Linked DNA regions of Oryzias latipes: region 2 is linked to region 1. The links are chromatin contacts, called in public Hi-C maps. All regions are on one chromosome and are shown on one strand. The core of a region is the stretch at or near the end of the contact, and the rest is flanking DNA. Distances in the headings are between cores, read along the strand shown. Region 1 has its middle 110 kb from the start of LOC110016486. Region 2 has its middle 71 kb from the start of LOC110016486.

What was found. Hi-C and Micro-C count contacts between places; a contact is called where the count stands out from the background.
Region 2: a contact with region 1 is called in a Hi-C map of fibroblasts, with 2.7 times the contacts expected there. The contact joins two enhancer-like sites. A contact is called at or near these places in 2 of 5 Hi-C or Micro-C datasets (embryo and fibroblasts).

Annotation. Positions count from the first base shown.
Region 1 is chr15:7,092,072-7,098,702 of ASM223467v1, forward strand. No RefSeq gene overlaps it. Among protein-coding and RNA genes, the nearest start is that of LOC110016486, 110 kb to the right of the region's middle. Within about 2 kb of position 3,305, at least 4 of the 8 cell types and tissues checked have an H3K27ac peak or open chromatin away from gene starts, as enhancers often do.
Region 2 is chr15:7,129,126-7,135,756 of ASM223467v1, forward strand. No RefSeq gene overlaps it. Among protein-coding and RNA genes, the nearest start is that of LOC110016486, 71 kb to the right of the region's middle. Within about 2 kb of position 4,111, at least 1 of the 8 cell types and tissues checked has an H3K27ac peak or open chromatin away from gene starts, as enhancers often do.

The sequences.
Region 1 (6,631 bases), core at 2,055-4,554:
AAATGTAAGACATTATCAAATGTCAGAGCACCGCAGTGACTTTTATGAGGATACTTTACAGCTGTGGAAAGTCCTCACTGCAGAAATCATTTTATCTGTTTTCTTGCAAAATATATAGCACTATGTGAGAGCAGGGACCTGAAAGAAGCACATGGTTTAGTTGCTTATTTCGTTTTTGGACCAATGTTTTTGTTTTTGCAAAGCTTTAATTTACTGCTAGAGATCAGCATTTCTAATGCACAGTATGTCTTACAGCCATAGAAATATGAGGGACACCCAGAGACTTCCCTCCTCACTCCTTTGGAGGGGGACAATCGCATGAAATATGGGTCCTGCCGAGGCAAACAAGAGATAAAGAGGAGAGAATCTGTGAGGAACAAAGGTGAGGAGAATCGGGGACCAATAAGGAGACCATCACAGTTGGGGAAGATGAGAAAGAGAATAGAGGGAGAAAGTCTGAAAAAAAGCACTGTTGGGCACCAGTCACAGAGGCATAAATCCAGCCGCTCACAATTGGATTCAAATGCAAATCCAGCACTGGAGAGGCCAGCATCAATTTAGCCAAGCCCAGTGTGTGTTTGTGTGCGAACCCCAGCTGACAAAAACACCTCATTCCCAATATTCAATCTGCATTTGAGTGTGCACAGACACGCATCTTTGCTGTAGATCACGTTGAAGGCAAGAAGATCTGGGTTTGCATAACTTTTTTGGCTTATTCTGAATCAACAAAAAAAAAGACATTTAAAAAGTGTTTTTCTGAATTGTACCAAACACAAAATGTATCCATTTTTGCAAACATTACATTGACTAAAAAGATCAAAAGACAAGTAGAAGCTTCTAAAATCAAAGTATTTAAACTAACTTTTTCTGTGTTTCATATTTTATTTAGTTTAAACCATATGATAAAAATGTGTCTGAGTCTTTTTTTTTGGTCAACTTTATACATCCAGTTTGGGTTTTTCTGGGAAAAAGTTTTGCACTAGTGAAGCATCTATTTGTGCACAGGAAAGGATGCAGGGGCTAGGTTTTTCAATGGCACACCCTATGAGTACATCTTTCTCTACTCCCACCTCACAGCCCCTCCAGCAAGCGAGTCAGAAATGAACCTGAACTGATTGAGAGCCAAAAGCAGTTGCCAGGGTAGGATCAGTGGGGCGGAAGCAGTTGCCGGGCAGTGGTTGGTTACTAAGGGAGGAGTAGGAGGACAAGCTGGGCTGGCCTGTGAGTTGCCAAGAGGTAGTCTATTTGTTGCTCCGGAGTTCTGAAGGTTAGTGTTAAAACCATTAGGATGTCTTACCATATGAAAGGCTAGATGGGTGTGGCAAGGCTGAAGATGAGTCCTGGGAGGATAGTCTCACTGTCAAACAGCAGGAGCCTTACAAAAGAACCTTTCACAGGGTGCCCCCATGGTAACACACACACATTCGCACAACCTCCACTCTGCGCTTCCATCCAAAATTGGGGCCATTCAGAGCCAGACGCCGTGGCCACATAGCGGGGGAATTCCCTCTTTAAGTGTAGGAATGACAGGGCAAACAGAAAAAGCCCAAAAATGGCAGTCACTCTCTGGTGGCCTCCAGCAGCTTTGTGCTTTTCAATAAGATTGCGTCCAGAGTCCAACCCCCCAGGGAGAAGCTCGTTACTGGGGGCCGCAGCTCTCTGGCACTCTTCAAACTGTCCAGGACCAGAAATCTTAATTTCCCTGTGAGTTACGAGCAGTGCTTCTATTTACGATGCAGGATTTTAAAAAGCACATGGCAGCCTAAAAATAGCCCCTGCTAATCCAACCCAAACAGTCAGGGTGTAAATAAGTGTGCATTCCTCAGAGTGTGTGTTTATGTGCACACATGGCCGCAGGTACGGACCGCAGAGGGGAGAAGCTGGGCTCTGTTTCCTGTCCTTAACTGGCTAATAGTGGAGATTTAGTGGCCTTTTATTATGATTGCAGCAATTAACTGTAAGGCAGCCCTGGACCAGGCTCTTTACTGCCAGTTCATCTCCTTTGAGCTTCACTTTAAACCCTGACAGTTGAGAAATGCTGTAGATATGTGAAACTAACAGAGTTCCAACTGAAAAAGGCCAAAACAATTGATTACAGTGATACTTTAATGTTTTGTTTTTTTGACTCGTCAAAGACAGGTTAGACAGGTTATGTTTTTTTCAGTATTTTTCACGCTATAAGGCACCCCCAAGAGCCTTAAATGTTCTCAAAGATTAGCAGTGTGCCTGGTAAACTGGTGTGACTCGCTGAGTTCTAAAATCTGTAAATGTTGCGCAACTTTGTGATAAACCAATTATAAAAATAGGCAAAAATAGTCTGATAAACCAATTATAGAACATTACCTAATAAGTATAGTTCGAACTCCTACCTCCCCCACTCCACCAGTAGGTATATTACAAGTATGCTGAAAAACAATGTTTGTTTGTTTAAGGACCCCTAAAAAGGGTACCAGTGAAGAGATAGGTTTATGAGGCAGAATTCAAACTACAGGCTATCAGTTACACAGTTGTAAATGGGAAAAGAGCAGCTGCAAAAGAATTAAGCTTCAATGAATTTATGGTTTGGAAGTTGAGGAAGCAAATAAATGGCCTGCACTAAATTAAGAAGAGGAAATCGAGTTTCACAGCTTGAAGACCAACTTGAACAAGGGATTGTTGAGCAAAAAACAGTCGGCGTGGGAGCGATGGATGACAGACGGCAGACACACCTTTACTGAGACTAGGAAGCAGCGCCGGGCGAGTTAGGCCACCATATGTGAATGGACTGAGCTAAGGTGTCTGCTTTAACTGAGGTTTCACGAAAGCTGAACAGCCACCTGGCAACAAGACTGACCCTGACAATGATGGGAGGGAACACGGGATGTTTGATGGCAAAATTGCAGCACTGCTCAATTCAGACATGGAAAATGACGAAAACTCTGCTTCTGTTACCTTTTTCTTTGTGGAACGTATGTTTTAGCATGCGCCTTATAACCCAGTGCAGAAAATATGAAATCAAAACAAAATTAAAAAGTTCTTTTTATGCCATTGGATGTTTAGAGCTTTAGATTCCTCCTTATAGTGTTTTTCTTTTTCCCAGGAGGCTCTTATCCTTCAAACTAAATTGAAAAAGCTGAAGCTCGAGATCCAGAGGGAAGAAAAACAACATTTGCAGACTCTCTTAACTTTTATTGCTAAACCAGCGGGTTTGATCCAGCCTGCCTTCTTATTTCCTGCTAGTGAGTCAGCAGATACTATATGAGTGACTCAGTGCAATGGCTGGCGTGTGGGGGCGTCTGTGCGTGTGACGAGTATGTGTGGGTGCTTGAGGTTGAGAGTGTGACTAAGGGGGCAGCATTTCTGAGTGTGAGAGCATAAGGAGCAGGATTGAGAGGGGTGTGTTTGGGACCGTCACACACGATTGGTCCACTGTTAAAGGGCCGGAGATCGAGCAAATGTTGACCGCAGTTTAATAAGGTTATGCCTGAAGACAAGTTACATCTTTTCAGCTTTTGGTTCATCTTTGGGAATCTGTGGGGAATGTCAGTCAACCTTTGAGGGGGCAGAAAAAATACAGCTGGAAAAAGACATTTCTTGCTGTATTTTACTGGAGTTCAAAAGAATAAATCATAAATGCACCAAACTTATCTTTGACCTTATAGATGCTCAACCCACTCCCAATCTGCAGTGTTGGGGGTAATAAATTACAAAGTAACAAATGCCTGATATTTAATTACTCTCGTCAGTAACGGAGTAACGTAACAAATTACAGTTCAAATTTAGGTAATCAACTTACAATTACTGGACTGCAGAAATCCTCACTGCTTCATTACTCACATTTTGGGACAGTGAAACCATCGGTGACTAATCAAACAAATTAATTTGTGTAAACAATTGGCTCTGTCTCTTGGGTAAATGAAACAAAACAGATACTAATAAAGAACAAACAGAGTTACTGATGCATGCATGCATGCACACGCATGCCAATGCAGAGTTAAAGTAAGATGCAGAGAGCGGAAATATGGATGTGGACGAATACGTAGGGGCATTCGGCAACTGGAGATGTTCAAATTATTTTAAATTCGTTGAACAACAGGGCAGAAATATTTCAGTTTAGTGTGAGTTTTGTCCTGCAGATGAACTGCTTTCCACTGCCCTAGTGTCAATGAGCAACCTGTCTACACACTATGTACGATACAATATACATTTTCTCTTGCTCATTTATTAAAATTAATGAGGTGGTGCTAAAAGAAACTGATTGCCCTTATGGAGCCTCTATGTTTTTGTATTGTAGATTTGTGTTTGCTTTTTTCCTTTGAGCATTTATACATGAGGAGAAAAAGTAAAATAACGAGTAGGAAATTACGTTTTAAATTGGAGAAATAGCAAAGTAATTTAATTATAATTTAATGCAGTAACCAAAGTAAAGTAATCATTTACTCTTTAAAAGTAATTTGCCAAACATTGGCAATCTGAACAGTAAACAGAGAAATTCTCTGAAAACACAAGCAAAAGATTTTAATTTTTTACTTTTTATCAAAGATTTAACACATTTATTTCTGTTGTTTTACAAATGAGTGCAGTTAAGTTCTTCCGCACACTAACGACAAACAACAGGTTCATTTAAGGGACTAAAGCTTTATGTTGGGTTATGTTAAGAAAAAAAAAAACATAAATTGAGTTAAAATGAAACCACTACAAACCAAAACATTCTGATAAGTAACCCAAAAATAAATCCCACCATGAATAACCCAAGAACTGAGTTGAAGTAATAACACAAGTGTTTCAAGAGTGCTGATAATAGTTAGACCGTGTGCTGGTGATAGTTGTGCATCAAACAAGTGCCAGAAATTAATTGTGGAGGAAATGGAATTTCTGCTTGAAAATACCAACTCGTAGATCAAAGCAGGTGAAGGTTGAGCAGGTATCAGAGGAAGCCTCTTTCCAGTCTGAAGTTTAGTTTCATGGGTATGGAAACAATATTTGACAGGAACCTGTTAGGCACCATCCTGCGTTTTCTTCAGTGTATGTTTAACAGTGTGAGTTCCAATCCGAGAGAAGTCAGGATAAGCTTCAAAAACATAACAGAAAAAAGGTTGAATATTTCTTTTGTGTCTGTGTCAACACCACCCTGTGGAGATTTTTGTGACCAAAGCTACAAACAGCTGTGAAGAAAAGCATTAAATGGGAAATGTGTTCCTTTAAAAAAGGAATGTAATTTTTTGTCATATTTCTCCTTTAATGAGCCAACAGTCTTTGTTTCTAACTCTTCACACATTTTTTGCCCCTGTTTCACAGGTGCTGTGCTAAACTCCCGCCTACACTCTCATTGTGGCATCACATATCAGATTCTGAATAGCTCCCTCTGGAGCTAGAAAGTGTATCAGATACCCCTGTCCAGTAGCCGCCACAGCACATGCCAGCAGGCACGAGGTCAGAAGGCTGTAGCGAGGAGCAAAACATCTTTTGACCCAAAAGTTGCCAGTTCTGAAGGCAAATACAGAAGGATTTTGATTCCTGAATGGAAATTCAACACAAGTGACAGAAAAAGGTTAACTCCCTTTTTTTTTTGGGCACCACATGGACCACAAAAAAAGTCTGTTCCCTAACAACTAGGCCTAATTGTATTTTACTTTAAACGAATGAATAAAAAGATATGAACAATGAGGTTAAACTGAATTTAAAAATTTGAAGAGTTGTCAACCAGTTGCACAAATTTCCTTCAGTCACACGTGCCTAGATCCCTTGTTTTTCACTCAATTCTTCATTTACTGCATTGTTCTTATCCAACTCTCAAATATGCACATTTCTGAGTTGCATTGTACCCTAAAATCTCCTCTGTCCCAGACTAAATGTACCCAAAAACAAGTACACTAGCTTTCCCTTGAAAAAAAAATCTGTTTAAATAAACACGATTTCCTCATTTTTTTCTTATACACCGAAGAAAGTGAGAAAAACAGAAAGTTGTTTTGATGCGTTTCCAATCTCTCTTTTTTAGCACAAGTGCATAGAAGAAAACACTTATTTCATGCTGGTTTTTAAATAGTCAAGGCATATGGGGCTCACTGAGTCATGGAACAAACTGGATTTTGGCTGGGTGCTTAAAGTTTGAGTGGTTCTGTTCAGGGGGGAAAATCCAGCATCTAAGTGCTGGCGTGAAAACGCAGCAGACTGGTGAAGCTGCCAGTTTCTTAGAAGTGCCAGGCTGGTGGGGCCTGTACACTTCAGTGACCTGCAAAGACACACACACACACACAACAGCAGCAGCACAGCAGCAGCCAGAACGATTAGTCATGGGGTCCCCCCCCCCACACCACCACCACACGCGTTTATCAATTAACACTGAGAACGTGGGAAAGGAAGGCAGGAAAAATCCAGAGGGATTAAAAGACAGACTGACGGCAGCACATGTTCTGACTTTTCCACTTCTCTGTCCTTTTCCGGCGTCTCCTTCCTCTTCTTCTGTCTCCTCATCTGTCCGTCAGTGCAAATCCATGTCAACAGTTGTGCCTGTTGTTGTTTCACGGTGCTCACTAGTCTTTTCATTCGTTTGTTTTGTCCACATTTGTGCCTTGACCAGAATAAGGTCACTGCAGGATGCTGCTGGGTGTGATAGTCTGCTCCACGTCATTGCTGCACATGTAAACATCTG
Region 2 (6,631 bases), core at 2,861-5,360, 38 kb after region 1:
CTTGTTAGGTTTGCTGGGAAGGGGCAAAGACTTAAAGACTGTGAATAGCAGGCACACAATTCCCAGGCATGTACACATGGCCAAATACACAGAGCTCTTACCGTTAGAGGGTGGATACACATGCAAAACCATAAGTGAACAGAAACCTAACATTGCCCTGACTCACTTAAACAAACACTTTTTTCTTACACTCGGCCAGTGAAATGGCCGTCATAGCTCTAGTTACACTCTAATTTCCTGGGGGCGAGCTCGTAAGTTGAATCATGATGATAGATGACTCATCACCTTCAGGAGCTCTCATGCCAAAACACTTACAACTCCTGCCAGAATGGAGGCATCACAGCTGAGAGGAGTTCAACCCAGAATGATACTCTACAACTTTACTCCAACGGCATGGTTGTTGTGTGCAGCTGTTTTTGTGTTGTTTTGTTTGAGTACAGTCAAACCTAGTGGAAGGTAGTTATTAAGACAATCAAGAAGAAAAACAAGTTATCTTTACAGTCCTGTCAAAGTTCTGAGAATGTCCAGGCATGTTCACTTTGAGCCACGCGGCCAAGTTATATTTCATATCTTGTCAAAGCTGATGTAACCCTGTGAAGTAATCAGAACGAGATGAAGTGTAATCAAAGACTTAGACAACAAAGTTGAAGCCCAAAAAGAACTCACTTCTTATAAAAGCCCAAGTTAAAAACCTTTTCACTAAACATAAAGTAAACTAAATGAATGTAAGTGACATGATTTTGATTTATTGATTTGTTTCAAGCATTGTAGTCAAAGCAAAAAGAATGTACACAAATTGATCAAACTTATTACATAAATAATAAAATGCATAGATAAAAAAAAACAGAAAATAAAACAAAAAAAGACACTTTAATCACATATGCTTAATTAAAAACAGTGGTCATTAACTAAAGTCAAGTATACCTTGATTAATTGCATGAAAAGGAGTGGGAGGAAGCGAGTTTATATTATCCCACCCCTACATGCATTTCAAATAGAAAGAAAAAAAAAAACCTACAGGTCAAATCCACGGAAGCACAAAGCCAAGATAAATGAAGAGAGTTGTCTTGTTGCTCGAAATACTTTGGTCAGATTTATTTATTTATTTATTTAGATTTATTTTTTAGGAAATACCACCTCCAACTTACGGTGAACGTTATTTAAGTATTGCTGAAATTAAGACAGTATCTAGTCAAGTTATGAATGAACTTTCTTTTCATCATTAAATGTCTCCCCTTTAGAGGTGGCCATGTTGAACTAATTCACAACAGGATTTTGCAGAGAATGCACAAAAAATATGTTTCCTGAGTAAACCTGGAATACAAATATACCTGGTCTTCAGCCACCAAGTCCAGCGTGAATCCAAAGCCTGGAGTTTGTAGCTATTTAAACTAGCTTGGTCTGACTGTATCTTATTGTTGCTGACCCATAAAGGTGTTAAAGGGCCTAGATTGTCATCCTTTTTAAAGCTCTTGAGAGTAAACTATGTCCATATATTTGATCATATATTGCCTTTGGCAAACTAAAGAACAATTATTTAATTAAATATGATTTATTTTTGCAGACATTTTCCTAATTAGTCGTAAGATAACTCTATCTCCGAGGCACCGCCTGTCATGACTCGCTTAGCGAAGCAGACCCAGATGCTGAAACCCGGAAGGAATACACAGGTGAGTAACAAGGTAAGTAAAAGATTTTTTTCTTTTTTCAGTGGGTTTGTAGTTGAGTCGAGGCTGGTGACCGGATCGTAGCTCGTGGCGTGACTTGACCGTGACTCGTGGCGTGACTGGATCATGGCCCGTGGCGTGGCTGGAGGTTGTAATTGCTCGTGGCTTGATTGGAATTCGATACTGGTTCGATGCCTGGCAGAGGAGTCCTCGGGTTTATGTGAAAAGCTCCTGTTCCGTAAGACTGGATACTTAGGTGACCACTTGTGGTTTAATTGTCCTGGAGATGACGGCATAGAGTGAGGTTAGGCAAGGCATAAACACTAAGAAACTTAGTTGACCAGACTAAGCACCATCAGGGGCACGAACTGACGATGAATGCTGGCGCTGGATCTCCCTATGTAGGTTTGGAGGTTGATAAGGTGAGTGGTCACAGCTGGTAATGTAGGAACAGAGCAGAGAGGGGAGGGGGAGGAGAGACTGCCAGAGGCACCATGACACCGCTTTTCACTCTTTGTGGGTGCCGACCATCTCATGATGCCAACCTTGAGCCAGCCTCATTAGATTTTCTGCGTTTCCCCCCAGGAAAACAAACAACATCTGAACATTGGCAAAGATGGATGTGCATATTGTGGATATATAATGAAAGCGTTGGGTCGATCATTGCTAGCTCCACAGAGAAAGTGTGTGTGTTTGCGTTAGCCTGGGGGCTAACGCAAACACACACACACTCACTGGCTTGGGGTATTTTTTTTGTGAGGAAAGAACATAATCATACACTTAAAAGCTCAAAAATGTGGATTTTGCATAATATAGACCATTTAAGTAAAACAGATGACTACATAAAACTCTGAGCTGGTTTCTCTGCAATTAGAAAGTTCCGTATAGGATCATTAGGCAGTTTAGACACACCTGGAATGGTCCTTGTCTACATCTCCAACTTTTTTGGGGGGGGTTCGAGGTATAACTGCATTATTACAGGTGGACTCAGTTTTTATGCAGGTTTAGTGGTAACTTTAATGCTTACTCTGCAATACTAACAAAAGTGGTTTGGTTAGACCGACTCAAACACTACAATCTTTAATGCTGATTCTATTCCAGCACTAATACGTTCGATGCACAGGAGGTGTTTACAAACTGGTCAAAATTTAATGGGTTGTTCTTTAAACATTAGACCGTTTCTCTTTACAAATTGCTGGAGATTGCTGGCTTCAGTTTTGGGATCAATCCACCAAAACAGATACACGTATCTTGAAATCAGTCCCCGTTTAAGCAGCTGAAGATCACTTTTATGCATTTATTTATGGCTATATTTTCCTAGTCTTTGCATAATAGAAGCATTAAGAATTTTAATAAACTGTGAACTGGAGCTTCACCACCTCAAAATCCTGAGCTTTATCTTGACATCATTTCTCTTTACGATAAAAGAGACAACAGGAATCTTTGAGCAAAACAAAGCGGTATTGAAATACAACAGTTAAAACTTATGTGCGCTTATGTTACACAAACAGGAATGGGTGTTTTGAAAAATCTTACTGTCCCCCATAACTGTGCAAGGGTCTGCAGGGTACCAGAATGGCCGTCCTCCTGTTCCCATGGACTTTAAGTACAGGCTGCAGCAGAAAATGACCAGTCTGATTCGGCTTCGACCGCCCTGCATGGCGACAAGCACCCCAGAGACCCGTGATTGGCGGGCTGGTGACAGATGAGTGTGATGATTGGTGAGGGCCATAATTCAGGCTGTAATTTGCAAAGTGGAAATGTAGGTGACTAAGGAGTTAGTGAGCGTGGGTGTGTGAGTGTATATGTGTGTGTGAAAGAGGAAAAAACATTCATGCTTAAGGGGTTTGGCATGCTCAATTTGAAAGATCTTAGATACAGACGTTTTATCCTTTTGTGCTCTAAAACATGAGCATAAGTTATGCCATCGCTCCTTCTTTTCCATCTTTTCAGCTCACTGTGGTCAGGGAGTGGACTACTCCTCCATCACAATCTGCTGACAACATGTTTGGTTGCATGATTACTGTCCACGAATGTTTCCAGGGTAACAAGGTCAAAGGTAAGTCACTATGTGAAAGATTCAAGAGAGAAAGATTCACCAAAGTGTGGTTACCCTGAAATGGGTTGGTTTAAGGTTTGTGTCACTGACATGCAGATATGCTTGTGTTTGTGTGTCTTTGAGTGGCAGAGGTTAAAAGGCGCAGAAGGGCCTCTCACTGAGAGGAAGCAGTGGTTAGAGAAGAGGAAGAGTGCCCACATTGGCCACATGGATACTGCTGTCTAGCTGTTAAGTTGATAGACAGGTTGCTGAAAACACACAAACACACACACACACACACTTGGGCACCTTCTCCACCTGTTTCTCAATTAGGAACTACAGACTTCAAACGATTGGTGGAAGAAAGGAGGGGACACCCGTTTGCTCACAGGGGGCAAAAGGGGGCCAGTTGCACTTTGATCTTCACAGCATCGCTGTTGTTGTCCATCATCTCTATTTTCACCTTTGCCCCTTCTGCTTTAACAGTCTTTAGAGTCAGGTGTAGCAACAAAAACAGCCTGCAGCAATTTCCACTGAGAAACAGCCCTCTTTGTTCAATGCCTTTAGACCCAATCCAATGAAAACTTTGTTTTTGGTATTGTAAAATGTTCTTGTAGCATTTTGTCACGATGGAGGACATCAATAAAGAAAATTAAGCTGACGCATTTTTGAGCTGTTCTTTTATCAACTTGTTATGAATAAATTCCTAGAGCACTGTCACTGTCAGCTTTGATCTGGATTTAAAAAACACACACACATTTCCACAGACCTGCTATGTTGGGGAAGCAACAATCTAGCAAACTATGAACCCCTTGGTACTGTAAGCATCAGTTCATTTGTATATGAACTCTGGTGCAGTTCACTATAGTGCGAATGCTCCTTTTGCCCAGTGAGTCTAAGCAAACTAAACCCAACAAAGGTGTAAAGTTTACCATCATTTCCCCAGCCATTAGAACTGTAGGGAATGATGGAAACCTGAAACCTGGTTAAAGTTTACTGAGAGAAATCGGTTTTCTGTAGAGCACAGTTGCATGACAATGGCTGCTGCTGCTCAGCAATCATCTTTGCAAAGAGAGAGGCCGCTGAAATGAAAGAGTGATGATGTCCCTCTGACACTAGAGGGACACCAGAGGAGATGTAGAAATCTGGTGACTGCTGTATAGGTAATCCTATAAGCTTTTTCCCCCCCTTTTTTCCCCAATGACTGTGCTTCTCAAAATGCCACATATACATAAAATACATTAGCTTTGTGTTTGTACGACCACTGGTTTGTATTAAGCTACTTTAAACTCCCTGTTTTAGATCATCGCTATTTTGGCCAAATGTGACATCACTGAGCTTCTACCTTTGAAATTTGGCAAACATGAAGACACGTGAGATCCAACATTTCCAAACATGCTTGTCAGTTGTTGGGGAAAAAAATCTAGTAAAGCAGTTCCACTTAGATAAAAATGGAAAATAGAAAAATTAAAGGATGAAGTGCATCACCAATACCGTTGTCTTCTATTTGAAATCAAGGTGTTGAAGTTTAAAAGGGTTTATGTTTTAAGGTTGTTCCATTTTACTCTAAAGTAAATTAAGGATAACTTGCATGTGTGACAAACCACAAGTCTGCTGAAGTGATCTGGCTCCAGATTTTCCTTCATTGATTTTCAAAAAATACATGCCCTTAAAGACCCACTCTGATGAATTTTTGTTGTTACCATTTTGAATGTGCTCTTATGGCATTTTTCTGGAGGATACCATAGATTAAAAACAATAAGCTCAAAATTGTATTTCTGATTATTTCTTTAATAGCAGTAAGTGAGTAAGGAGCACCAACAACTTTCTAATGAATTCTTGCCACTCTGCAGAAACTATGTCCTAAAAAATGACACTGTTTTCTTTAAAATTTATTTTGGCTTAAAAACATTGGTACAACTATAAATGAAAAAAACACTTTTATAATAGATCAAAAGATGATCAAGGTGGGACCTTTACTATCACGGGATGTGCTGCCCAAACATCTCTCAGGTTACTTGGAAATACCAGGGTAGAGTCCTTTAATGGGAGTTAATCAGCATATTATGTGCCATCACGGTGAGCTGCATCGTGCATTGTGAAGGTATGAAATGCTTCCCTGTTGGACCAGTACACTAAGGACCTAGTTTGGTTGTGATGACACATAACCTTAGGGATATTTATTTACAAATGACATGTAAATCAACATCATGCTTTAACTCTGGAGCAGACAGCATGCTGCCTAAATGGGAGGTAGACCTTGCACAGTCAACACTGATATCTATTCCTATGGCACAGAAAACAAACAGAGTTTTGTCAAGCAAACGGATCGAAATTTTGAATGTTTATTCATGTTGAATCAGTTTTCACAGGAGGTTGTGCTTAGTGAATAATGAGGTCCTGTTTCAGTTTCAGGAGGTGCACCTGTTCCTTCCCTGACGACATGAGGTGACATCACCTTTCTGCTGAAGTACTTATAGGTATTTGTTTCATTCATGTGGGTTGATGTTGAAGTCCAATATTTAAGGGTTTAGGTTGCTGTGGATAAGTTCCACCACGCTAAAGTTATGTCCTACCAAATAACACACGTCTCTTCTCTAAAACACTGCATATTATTTTTATGGCTTTTCTGCACAAAATAAAGTCTTCACAACATGTCCCTAACCAAACATACATGCACGTGTCTGAAGAGTAAATAAAGATATGCATGCACAGAGTCACATACACATTCATGTTAAGGTAATTCAGTAACATTAGCGTGCCTATGCATAATCAGATTTATGAGTTGTGTGGTTCAAACAGAGTTGAAATGTTTTCAAGTTGGAGCTCAGAAAGCCTGACAAAGACCGCAGCACAGAGGGGGAAGGAGTGGGGGGGGGGGCAGAGTAGCACAGGCATGGAAGGTAAATCAAAAACACAAAAACAG